Linked DNA regions of Mus musculus: region 2 is linked to region 1. The links are chromatin contacts, called in public Hi-C maps. All regions are on one chromosome and are shown on one strand. The core of a region is the stretch at or near the end of the contact, and the rest is flanking DNA. Distances in the headings are between cores, read along the strand shown. Region 1 overlaps Gpc6 (glypican 6). Region 2 overlaps Gpc6 (glypican 6).

Region 1 (6,347 bases), core at 1,944-4,443:
TATTTCTTTTCCAATATTCGTCATGTGTCTTAGGAAAGGAAAGCATCTTTGTGATGAGCGAGACACCAGTGTGCTTTCAATGCTCTTCTCACTCAACGATCAAGGTGCGCATTTCCTTCTCCTGCAGTCAGGATTCACAGGATCAACATTTATTCTGGAATACAAACACCCTTCACTGATTCACATCAGCCAATACAGTATAGGAAGAGCTTTCCTTCCTTCCTTCCTTCCTTGTTTCCTCCCTCCCTCCTTTCCTCTCTTTCTTCCTTCCTCCCTCCCTTTCATTCATGTTTGTGATCGGTAACTTGAAAGAGAGAAAAAGGTCAGCTATGTGTTCTGCTTTCAATTGATCCCATTAGATTCTGAGTCCCACTAGGTAAATTATCACATCCCTAAAAAGTCCAAAACTCTTAGAGATTGGTTAACTCTTAAACTGGCAAATAGAAACTCGATAAATTTATCATAATATATATGCTTTGATAATTATATATATATATATATATATACATATGATATGTGTGTGAAATGGATAAAATTAACACATACAATACACACCCTACTTTATGCTATCCAGTTTAGTTACTTTGCTTGGAGAGGTAAGTCTATGGTAAGCATAGATTTTAAAGGTGAGGAGACTGTAAAGAACAGAATGTCCTGTTACCCTTTATCACACACTTAACACTTCTAATACCTAGACAGGCACTGTGCATTTGACGTGCATGATCTTATAGTAACCATCCCAACAAGCACACGAGGCCACATCACCCCATTTTACAAGGTGGAGAGAGCCAAAGCTCTGGAGTTCACAATCCACCCAAGGCTGCAGCTGTAAGCGGCAGAGCAAAACTCCGAGAGGCGGTCAGAGGTCTTCCTGGCTCTAAAGCCTTGTCTGCTTCGCTAATGTCAGAGGAGAGACGTAGGATCGGTAATTTAAGAATGACCTTTAGCTATAAAAAAGGCTGTGCTGGATAAAGTCTGTGATCATATTCTCTGTATTCTTCAAACCAAGGAAGACAAAGAAATAGAATACGCTGCACTTGTAGCACGAGAAACCTAAGTTGGTTATTTTTACAAAGCAATTTCCCAAAGAGAAACACGTGTAGGTGAAGCTGGTCTTCCCTTGAAAAAGCCACATCATCTCCTTTTGAAGTCCCAGATGAACTTGCTCCACACTGAACCTTAACTTTCAGAGTGAAACCACCCTGATGACGATGTAGGCCACAGATGAAAAGTGTAACCATGTTATCTATTGCTGGGTAAAAATCTACCTCAAATGTGGTGACATAAAACAGCAGCCCTGTCCTTACGCTCCCACATCTGTCTGTCTGGAATGTAGGCAAGGTGGAGGGGGTTTGCTTGTTGTTATTACTTTTTTTTTTTTTTTTTGAGGTTATAATATAACCTCCTTTCCCTTTGCTCTGAAAACCCTCCCTTATATTCTTCCTTGTTCCCTTTTAAATTCATGGCCCCTTTTAACATTAATTGTTGCTGCATACATACATGTATTCATTTACATGTATTCCTAAATTAATCCTGCTCAGCTTGTATAATGCTACCTGTATGACCATTTGCAGGGCTGGCCATCTGATACTGATTAAACAGTTGGAACACTCTTCCTTGGGGCAGACTATTTCTCCCACTCTTGGCATTCTTATTGCCTCTCATTCTATTTTCTCACCATAATCTGCTCAATTTCTTTTCTTTCTTTTATTTTTTTTTTTGGAAAAAAATGTAGAAGATAAGAATATCCATTAATTGTTTAAGTTTCTGGTATGGTTGGTCACTATCAGCTTGACACAAATTACAACCCCCTGGTGGGGGAGCCTCACCAGAGCTGTCTTGATTTGCTCACTTGAGGGTGGTTGTCAGTGGCACCTCCTGATAGTCATCCCAGGAGAGGATGTGTCAGAAGGAAGGCACATCCCTCTTATGTTGTTCTTGTCCTTCCCTCTTGATGAGGTAAGTTACCCTTTGTGTTTACTGCCGTTCAGTCAACTCACTCTTTATGTAGAGTTGATGTCTCTTGGGTTTCCCTTCTATGAAACATGTATTGTTATTGCCCTGTTCAGATTATGTTTAGAGATAGTCATGTTGGCATGACATTGTATGGGTAGCTTCTGATATTTCTAGGAGACACAACCTCACAGGAAACTCCCAGATTTTCTGGCTCTTAAAATCTTTTGGCCTCCTATTCCACAATGTTTCCTGAGCCTTGTGCATGGCAATATTTTGTAGATATATTCCCTGGGACTAAACACCACAGTTTTGTGTTTTGATTATACACAAAACTATATATGGTTTTATATAGTGGTCTACACCTGTTGCCAAGAGAAATTTTTGTGATGAGAATTCCTACACTTCTTTAGCATCAGGGCACTTGAACTATCTGCAAGCATTCTAATCTAGGAAGTTGAAGCCATGATGGATTCAATAATGTAGACTCAGTAGTTGAACAGGTTCAAATCCAATGAAGCCCTCTGGCCACACGAATGAGTCCAGATGTGGTGTGGAGAGAGAATGGTCAGGCACCCGGACACTATTGGAATATGACATTCTGAAGATCACATACAACAAGCTCAGTGAAATTAAGTTTAGAAAGTATGTAAGTAGCTGGTTAAATATGTTCAACACACAAGCAATTCATCTAACAAAGAATATGCTAGAAATAGACAAATAGTTGTGTAAGCCACCAAGGACACTTTTGTGTGCAGATTAAAGGTAATGCACCACCCCATAATATTCTAACATCTCTCCAGGCAGAGGAGAGTCAGGAGCCTCGTGTGACTCACATATTAATAATCTGTATTTTCCCATAGATAAGGGTAAAAACTGCTTAGAGCTATAACTTGTACCTTTCAATTTGCATCTTCATTGCACAGGGGAAGGCTGCTTCCTGACACATATGTTTGACTATTCAGGCTGAAAATAAACTGGTATGGGTTTAATTCTACTGGCAAGAGACCAGCTTTTCATAACTTTAGCCTAGCGAATTGTTATGGGCCATAATTCAAATTTAATGATCTGACTCATTGAAATGATAAGATCCCAGCTTTGGGCAGGCATATTGTTGCTTCTCCTAGGAATGTCAATTATTTTATGTCATGCAGTCCCTCCGTTTTCCTGTATACCTTTAAATAGAAGCAAGGCACTACCAGTTGGCACGAACCACGGCAAACATGTGAGTCACTGGGGCTTCTGGAAACACATGTGGGTCCGTATTTGAATCTGCTGAGCCCATCGTTAATGATGCTGTACAGTTTAGAGGCTTCACTGTCGACAAAGGCCATATGTTTCCCCGGCAGCTTCTCCTGCAATGCTGTTTACTGTATATTCAGCTAAGGATCTGAACAGCATTACCTGCAGTGAAAGATTCTATCCACAGACTGTCCTACGTGATGTGCTGTATGAAACAGACAAATGTGTCTGAAATATGTGGACAAGCAGCTCCTTCTCTAAGACAGCATCGAATGCACTGACTTTGCTCCTAATACATACAGTCTCCTAGCTCATTTATGGGGACCAAGGAAGGATTGTTATGACTGCCATGTAAACAACGTGTATTTTAAAAGCTAAGGCCATGCTAACGCATAGTCAGATGTCTTCGTTTAAAGGACAATGGCTGTGACTGCAAAGAAGGATTTTATTTTCTTCTACACAATCAGGAAGGACACATTTTTCATCCCAAGGACCATCCTATTGTCAGTGGTTTTGAGGTTCCCTTGATTATACACTTTTCCTATAAAAACAGGCATTATGGCTAAGCAATCTGGTTGACCAGAAATACCAAGGTGACAAGATAGGCCCCTTTGGTGATTGCTTCCTCATTCTGTTCTGATTAAGCAAAGGCAACTGCATACAAAGATGTTTACCTTAAGAGAGCACAATGAAATGTTCCTTTAAGCTTTTCTCAACAGAAATAGGACCCCACTGTGGAGTTCTATGCCTAACACACAGTAAAATAGGACTCTGCAAAGCTGTGTCACTTCCCTTAACCCCAGCTTCCTCCTTCGGAGAAACAGAGTAACCCCATTACTTATTCTCATGGATAACCTTGACTGTTAAATGGCATGAGTTATTCAGGAGCTTAACCAAATCCATGTCTGAGTAAGCACTCAATAAATAGGAATTTTGATTAAAACCATCAGAATATATTTTTCTTGTCCATGACTGAATTCAACCTAATTTCACTCCTGGATGTATCTGCCAGTTAAACTCAACTGAAAATCAAAGGGGGTGAAGGTCAGAGCTAAGTGTGTGGTTAAATGAGCCAAGTTACCGGACTTTGGAATGGGACAGTCAGACAGACTCTTACATAGGAAAGAAGTTTAGAAAGCTAGTTGAAGTTGGTTCCTTCATTCCTTTCCTGAACAGACTCATGTAATTAAAGGGCTGGATTGTAATAACCCCGTGTAATCAGTAACACAAATTCCAGTGGTGGCCCAGTTGATTTTCATCCCTACTGCAGGGTAAACTTAAAGTAAACTGCATAATAAGAGTATAGGCAAAGAGCCATCCTAATTAACATAGCTCAATATTCCGAATAGTTTAACCTCAGCATACAATGAACTGTTCCTTCACGTTTTCCTTAAAGAACAGGATGGAAACTGAGGCAGTGACTTACTTAGCTCAAGCACAGCCAAGTTTCTAGGGCTTCCTCGATTTATTTTCATGATACTGGGTATAAGTGGCTAGAGATGTTAGTTTAGTAGTAAGACTTCTTGCTGCACAATGACCCCAGCACCCATATAAAATGCTAGGTGTGATCACCATGCATGCCTGTTACTCCAGAGATTTGGGGGAGGGGGGTAGAGACAGAAGGATTGCTGAAGCTTGGTGGCTATCAGCTTAACTTTAGGCTCTGTGAGAAACCCTGTATCAAATGACTAAGGCAGAGAGAGATAGAACAGGACACCTGGCATCCCTTCTCTGGCCACCTCAAACATTCATACAGATGTGCTCACACATACATACACATATGGGCATATTCCACACTCTCACACACACCAAACATGGAACTTTTCTGGTATAGATTACATCATTTCCATCTATAATGTACAGCCATCTTTTAAAACATTTTGGCAAGATGATGTAGTAGTTTTGTATGCATACATAGAAAAAATGCTATCTCATGAAGCCTAGTGTTACTGTTAATAAAGGATAAGAAGATCTAGGTTTCAATACTCTAATAACAATAATAAGGACAAAAAGAAAACGGATCATCTTACCTTATATGTATTACATTTTCAAATCCTATATATAACTGGGATTTTCCAAAAAGAGAATGTTTCATTCTTTTCCTCCATTAGAGACAGTATTAGTCCATTTCTAGATCCTTATTCTGAGATAGAACTGTGGTCCAGAGAGAGAGAATTCTATAATGATCATGATAATGTAGACAGGTAAGTCAGAATGAAGTTTGCCTGTCTTTGGGAAATCTTAAGACAGAACTTGAGGTTGGACATCTGTGTGCTGGTAACTAAAATCATATAACATGCATATATGTGATATATAACATATATGCATATATACACATACCCATATATTCATATATATACATATACGCATGCACACAACACACACACACACACACATATATATATGGAGAGAGAGAGAGGTGGATATTTGAGTGAATATGTATTGAAATCACAAGTGTTGGTGACAGGACATCAGGTTCTTATCTTACATAGGTGTTACCTTCTCAGTGCCCACAAAGACTTTGCAAGGAAGAAAACTCTTGACTCTGTCAAGTGTACTTGTTGACAATCTCCTCACCTCTGTGGATACTTAAAGCTACATCAATTCCTCACTCTCTACAAGGGTTTGGTTTCATGAATCAGACCTGTTCCTTTCAATCCTTGCCTTTCATGTCAAAAGCTAGAAAGCTGGCTTCTCCAGAAATCTGATTAACACATGGACTACAGCAGATTTATAGCCACTATCCTTGAGCTTTAACATAGTGATATTTATCTTTCTTTCTATACATTTTATGCTTCACGTATAAATCTGCTTTTCTTTTTACTGCAACTGGCAATTTATTTATTTGAGAATTTTAATGTCAATGTTGCAAAAAAAAAAAAAAGCCTAGCATCAATTTAAACAGTTTAATGTGAATTACCAAAAACAATTTCTCTAACCAATGTATTGTATAAAATGAATGACTCCTGGCAAAACCCCAACTGTACGGCTAGGCTTCTGGCATGTAGCTTGGATCACCTTGTTGAATGCATGATCTTCATATCTCATGTTTGAGAAAGCGAGCAACCATAAGATGTGCAGAGATTCCAAAGAACACTCCACCATCTTGTCAGCAAGGACATCAAAATCCAGGTCAGCAGTTTCCAACAGAA
Region 2 (6,347 bases), core at 1,405-3,904, 410 kb after region 1:
TGCCTCCCTCCCCCAACCTCCCTTTTCCCTGCCCCGTCACAGGCCTCCTGCTGCACTAATATTTAAATAGACTGGATAGGGAAAATTCTGCCACACACATATGCTGCTCTCCAAATGGCCCCTGCCCTTCTGCAGTTCCTTGCTGCTGCCGTACCTAGATGGCCTTCCACTCGATTCTCAGTCACAACACGCCATTTCTTCAGTGTTTAACTCACAAGCCACTTCATTCAAGAGACCTTCCTTAGTCACAGGCTTCTAAGCATTTAAGTCAAGTGGCATACGCCATTGTCACAGTCTGGAGGAAACATTCCTTATGAATCTGTCTTTATCTCCTCTAGGTTTTAACGCTGTGTTCATCCAAGGTACTCGGTATCTCATTAAGATTCCTAAAGTCCAGGGCAAGAAGTTGCTCAACGGTTTCTCTTTGGCAGCTGTGGTGGCAGAATTGTTCTCACTGGTGTGCTTAGCACAGAGATTGAAGCCCTGCTGCTCTTCAAATAAAAAAAAATATGAATATGCTGGGAACTTCTCTATTTCTTAGAGAATGTGGTCTTTCTAATTTCACACACCTGGTGGCTGAGTCTCTTAGCATCTCCCTCCTCACTATCCCAGCTCCCATCTCCAAACCAGAGACAACTCCTCTTACGGGGTATTTCAGTCTTGGCCACATATTATGATCAACCACCTGGGACTTCTAAAAATTCCACAGGCTCAGGTTGTGTTCCAGATGGAGCGATTTCTCCATGGGTGTTGGTCCAGACTTGGTATTCTTAAAAGTCCTCTATGGTTCCAGGATGATTCCAGGCAGGTGTTGAAGCTCTGTGCTGGGAAACATCTCTGAGCCTGGCTACTTGTCAGAGTGGGGAAAGTAGACTAACTGTGGTCATGGCACCTGTAACCTCAGCACTGGGAAAACAGAGGCAGGGGGATTGCTGGGAGTTCAAGGCCAACCTGATATGCACAGTAAGTTACAGACCAACCAGGGATACATTGCAAGACCCTGTACTACACAAAGAAAACCAAGGGGAGGAGCAGCCACAGCACACAGAGCAATTTGAACAGGGCTCACTCATCCGAGCTATGCATTCACACTGGCATCCCACCGTGGATCCTGCTGTAAAAATTTTATATGTCTTATATATACATGTTTTTATATATGTGCCTTAACTGTGTCTTTTGGAGAAAGTGATACAATTCAAAGACATATATGTGTATGTAAGATATCTATTGATCTCCCTGTTCTATACAGAATGGAATGAAAGATCCATCTTGTGGAAGTGCCTGGAAGGAAGAATTGGTACACAGAGGCAGTGGGGCATCTTCTAGGACAGTCTGGGAAGCTAGAAAACACACAAGAAAAAGCTGATATCTCAGCAGAAGGTGAAGGATAAACAGGAGAGGATACAGAACAGGAGTCGGCAGTAGGCAAGAGATCCACAGACAAATGTCACCCTCTCAGGCACAGGGCTAACTGTGCATGAGTGTCTGACATTAGTAGACTGTGACTTTTAAAAAGCATAATGGTTGTGGTCTGAAGAGATGGCTGGGTTGGTAAAATGCTAGCTGTGCATGAGGACCTGGGTTCTATCCCGCAGAACCCAGCAAGTAAGCTGGGGAAATGTGCACCTATGTAGCACCAGAGTTGGAGAAATGGAGGCAGGAGGCTCATGGGGCAGACAGACTAACCCAACTGGTTAGTTAGCTCCTGGTCCAACCAAGAGATCCTGTCTCAAAATAGAACTCGAGAATGATTAATGAAAATATCCAACATAGAGAGAGAGAGAGAGAGAGAGAGAGAGAGAGAGAGAGAGAGAGAGAGAGAGAGAGAGAGAGAGCGCAGACTTTCCGGGCAGGGAGCAGGTGAGTTTGCATTTATGTTTCAGTGCCTTCTGCACTCACTTCCTGTACCCCGCACATATTAGCACACGGCTCTCTCACAGAAAAGGCCAGCAGCACCTACTCAAACCAGAAACACAAAGGAGAAAGGTGAAGAGTGGGAGGAGCCCCATAAAGACAGAGTCATAATAATAATAAAAAGTCTATGGATGGCAACTTTCCCCCAAGCTTCCATAAAACACCGCCTAGGGACACAGATCCCCAGCGAGCCCTCTGCATTCTTCTGCTTAATGAGAATTTCTGAGAACCAAATCTGCCCAGAGTGAATCCTCAGGAGGCAGTGCTTTATACAGCTGTCCCATGTCACACTGGTTCTGAGACAGACCAGCTCCTGAAGTCCCAGTGTCTTCTGTGGGAACACAAAACTATAGGAAAGTGATGGGAGGCTCCAGGGAGTTAAGATGGCACATCTGGGCCCGTGATTGAGCCTCTAATTCACTCAACCACAATCTCCCTAGGGGTGGGGGGTGGGAACTCGCTTCCTTATCCCCCCCCCCAAAACCAAGAGGAATAGCAATCAGCCCTTGCCTGAATAGGGAGGTCAGCTCAAATGACAAAAGCTCCTAAAGAATGTGAATCTGTGGCTAGGTCACTGGTCTGAGCTGCCCTCCATGACCTCGGCCCACCACGCTAACTCCCTCGGTCTCAGATTTAAATAAAAATAACCAGACATGAAACAGTGAAGAGCTGTTACTAAGGGAATCGGATCCTTGGTAGCGTATCCTCATGAATTTCCCTGATGGGGTTGAGTCAGCACTGGATGTCTCAGAAACATTCCAGACGATTTCGAAGAGGCAAGGGCAGACGGGTAATTAAACCACACAGTCAGGAAGCCTTGGAAACAGAGAACAAAGGGCGAGGGAAGGAGAAGAAAAGAAACATAGACAGCAAAACAAGACCCAGAGGTGGGAAACCAGGGTTCGGTGGTGGCAGGCTGGGGCTTCCTGGGATGCTGCGCGCCCTTCTTCTATGCTCCTCTGTGTTTACTGAAGAGTGGCTTTTGCCCTCTCTGCAGAGCCTCAAGGCTGAGGAAAGGTGTAAGGGCTGTATGTAGGCAGTTGGTCTGGAGATGGCTCCACCTTTAAGGAAATAGGCTGAGGAAACAGATGAAGGCAGTCTGGCAATGCTGTCAGGAAGGGGATTGGGTTGGCCTACAGCTCCCTGGGCCACTCCCTGCGCTCCTCAGGCTGAGACACTCAGCACTGCTACTCAGCAGTAAGATTGTGTTGTATGAAACGAAGAAGCCAGGGCGAAACTGCATACAGGCAGATGGGGCTGGTGGCTTCTCTGTGCTCCTGAAAAGTCATTCTCCCTTGTCACCAGCCTGCTCCACCCTGGAAGCCTGATGAGTCAGTGTATCCAAGGCCTCTAAGGGCTCCAGCTAGTCTTGGCCTGAGGAGGCATCACAGAAGCGAAGAGAGGAGCGCGAGGTCTCCCATGTTCCCCACTTGGTCCTATAAAACTGCAGCACATTGGCAGAGCACAGCTGGAAGCCAGTTTCCCTTCTAAGCCTATCCAGGGCTCCTGCCACACACACACACACACACACACACACACACACGGGCACACACACACACACGGGCACACACACACACACACACACACACCATCACGAAGCATGCCGTTCTTGAGCTGAGGCTCTCTGTGATGCTGCTCTGCTGTGGACCAGGAGCCAGTGCATCTGTCCAGACAGCCCTGCAGTCTGCCAAGAGACCCACTTCCACATCTTTACCCAAACCTTGTTTTTTCGTAACTTTACTATGTGACAAACCATGAGCGTTTGTAACGGGAGATTGCTTCATCCTCCCTCATCCCCAGACCCTGGAGAAAACGAGATGCTTCTCCTCAATTGGGGATTTGGGAGAGAAAAATAAAATAAAACAATCCAGATCTGGGTCGGCAAAAAGCCTGCTTGCTGAGTGTAATGAGGCCTCTCTGCTAATTAACACGTTCCTGTGGAAAAGGCAAGTGTGAGAACATATATATCCCTCTCTCGACGGCGCCATCGCAAATTCCGTAAAGCATCACTTATCCCTTCGACCTGGAGCAGGGAGCACACATACTGAAAATTAAAATTCCAGAAATTGTCTGAAACGCTCAAAATTCAACAAGTCACCTGACAGCACTAGTTAAACTTCTTGGGCTGTTAATTAGCATAGACATTAGCATCCACGTATTCCACCGACCCTGGATCAAAAAATATTAAAAAATTAAAAAAAAAAAAACATACTGTTCCGAACATACGAGGACCTCTTCATCGCTATTCCCTAAATCAGTGTAACAACTGTTTACACAGTGTTCACGTTGGACAGGGAATACTAAGCAACCTGAGCTTAGAACTATGAACGGGACTGGGCGTGGCTCGGCAGTAGACTAAACAATAGGCGTGGTGCCTGAAATTCCAGCATTAGGGAGGTAGAAGCATAAGCATCACATGTTCGAGGCCATCCTCCACTACATGGTGATTGGTCGGGGCCATCCTCCACTACATGGTGATTGGTCGGGGCCATCCTCCACTACATGGTGATTGGTCGGGGCCATCCTCCACTACATGGTGATTGGTCGGGGCCATCCTCCACTACATGGTGATTGGTCGGGGCCATCCTCCATTACATGGTGATTGGTCAGGGGCCATCCTCCACTACATGGTGATTGGTTGAGGCTATCCTCCATTACGTGGTGATTGGTTAAGGCCAACCCCCACTATAAAGTGATTGGTTGAGGTTTTCCTCCACTCTGTAGTGATTGGGTGAGGCTATCCTCCACTATAAGGTGATTGGTCGAGACCATCCTTCTCTACATACTAATGGGAGGACTTGCCCTTGTTCAATCCTTCTACTTTATCCTTTTTAACCAGAAGAGTACAAGGAATGGTAGAACATACGGATGGATGAAAAATTTCAGCCCAGCCTACTCCCCAGCTTCTCTCGGCCTGCAGAATCTTTGCGTGGAAGGATGAAGAGGATGTGGAAAGGGAGAAAGGAAAGACATCTCTCTCAGCATACTAAAAAAATACTTCTCGGGGCTGGTGAGATGGCTCAGTGGGTAAGAGCACCCGACTGCTCTTCCGAAGGTCAGGAGTTCAAATCCCAGCAACCACATGGTGGCTCACAACCATCCATAACAAGATCTGACTCCCTCTTCTGGAGTGTCTGAGGACAGCTACAGTGTATTTACATATAATAAATAAATAAATATTAAAAAAAATACTTCTCAGTAGCATGGGCAAAGGTTTGAGCAAGCGGGGAGTCTTGAGAGGAAAGCAGTTCTAAGAAGCTGCAGCTAACTGAAGTGCAAAGTGTGCTGTAGAGGTGCTAGCTAGCTAGCTTGTGACAGGTGTGGCCAGCACCATGCCTATCTCTCGGTCATTAGCAGCCAGACCACCGCTCAGCTGGGCGGTACCCCCAGAATCATTCCATTCCTTTTTGTCCTCACCTGGGCAGTTCTGTCACCTTCCATGGATATTCAATGGAAAAAGGTCTAGCTGCTGCAAACTACAGGCAATTCAGTCTTATGAGCTCTCTCTGCTCACGTAGGTTTTCCAGTCCTGTGGGATCTGCTGGGATCCACCCACTCCTCTCGCAATAGTGCCTACCTCTGTAACCTAGGCACTTCCGTTTCAATGATTGCAAAATACTTTCCAAGCCCAAGAGGACCCTATCCACATGAGACGTTGAATATGAAGATCACCTTCTTAAGGCCTTGACCCATCCACTCACCGCATCACACATTCCTTCCTGTTTTCTCTCATTTTAACTGGCTTCATGCAGAAATCACTTGTTTTGGTTGGAAACACACAGGCATGCACACATGTGCACATACACACACACACCATACACACATGCACACGCTACCAACAACAACAACAATAGCGACACTGTGGCCCCTCCACATGGACTCCTTTTTCCCTCCAGTTCTTACGAACCTTAACTTTGCACCATGCCACACTTTTGATGTTCATACCTCAAAGGGAGGCATGATGTGCTTCTCATCAGTCTAGCTCCTGTGCCTGATGAAGTACCCCACATAGAAATCATGCTTAGTGGGTGATAATTAATAGAATGCATGAGCACAGCCATACAGCCAGTGCTGTTCCCTTAGAGAGGACAGCTCATACACAAAGTTATGGCAATATAAGAACACTGAGAAAGGTTAAATGAAGAAAATAAAGACTAAAATTTCAATGCGCCTCTCTCATCATGAGAATCCGTCTTGAGGTCATAACAGAAATGAAAAGGAGAGCGCAGGACACTGTGTTACATTTGAAATCTTTAAAACCCTCTCAGTCAACGAAGACAGACCTGAGGTTGCTGACTACGCCCTGGAAGATCACCTTGTCTCCTGCTCCATCTCTCTTGTCACCTTTCTTGCATTAGAGTTGATGTGGGCATTGAGGGTACTTGTTGGAAATGAAGATTCCTAGTTGGTCGCAGGACCCCAGTGTCACCTAC

Evidence for each region. A called contact is a pair of places that touch in the nucleus more often than the background predicts.
Region 2: a contact with region 1 is called in a Hi-C map of adipose-derived mesenchymal stem cells, with 2.4 times the contacts expected there. The contact joins two enhancer-like sites. A contact is called at or near these places in 6 of 484 Hi-C or Micro-C datasets (the C2C12 cell line, adipose-derived mesenchymal stem cells, cortical neurons and 3 more), 2 of 115 datasets of contacts at active chromatin or transcription factors (embryonic fibroblasts and embryonic stem cells) and 1 of 9 other capture datasets (embryonic stem cells).

Annotation. Positions count from the first base shown.
Region 1 is chr14:117,516,613-117,522,959 of GRCm38.p6, forward strand. The region is part of intron 3 of Gpc6 (glypican 6); the gene reads left to right. Among named protein-coding and RNA genes, the nearest start is that of Gm52111, 260 kb to the right of the region's middle. Within about 2 kb of position 3,194, at least 25 of the 459 cell types and tissues checked have an H3K27ac peak or open chromatin away from gene starts, as enhancers often do. A contact at or near this core is called in adipose-derived mesenchymal stem cells, where this site is marked.
Region 2 is chr14:117,928,092-117,934,438 of GRCm38.p6, forward strand. The region is part of intron 6 of Gpc6 (glypican 6); the gene reads left to right. Among named protein-coding and RNA genes, the nearest start is that of Gm52110, 21 kb to the left of the region's middle. Within about 2 kb of position 2,655, at least 140 of the 459 cell types and tissues checked have an H3K27ac peak or open chromatin away from gene starts, as enhancers often do. A contact at or near this core is called in adipose-derived mesenchymal stem cells, where this site is marked.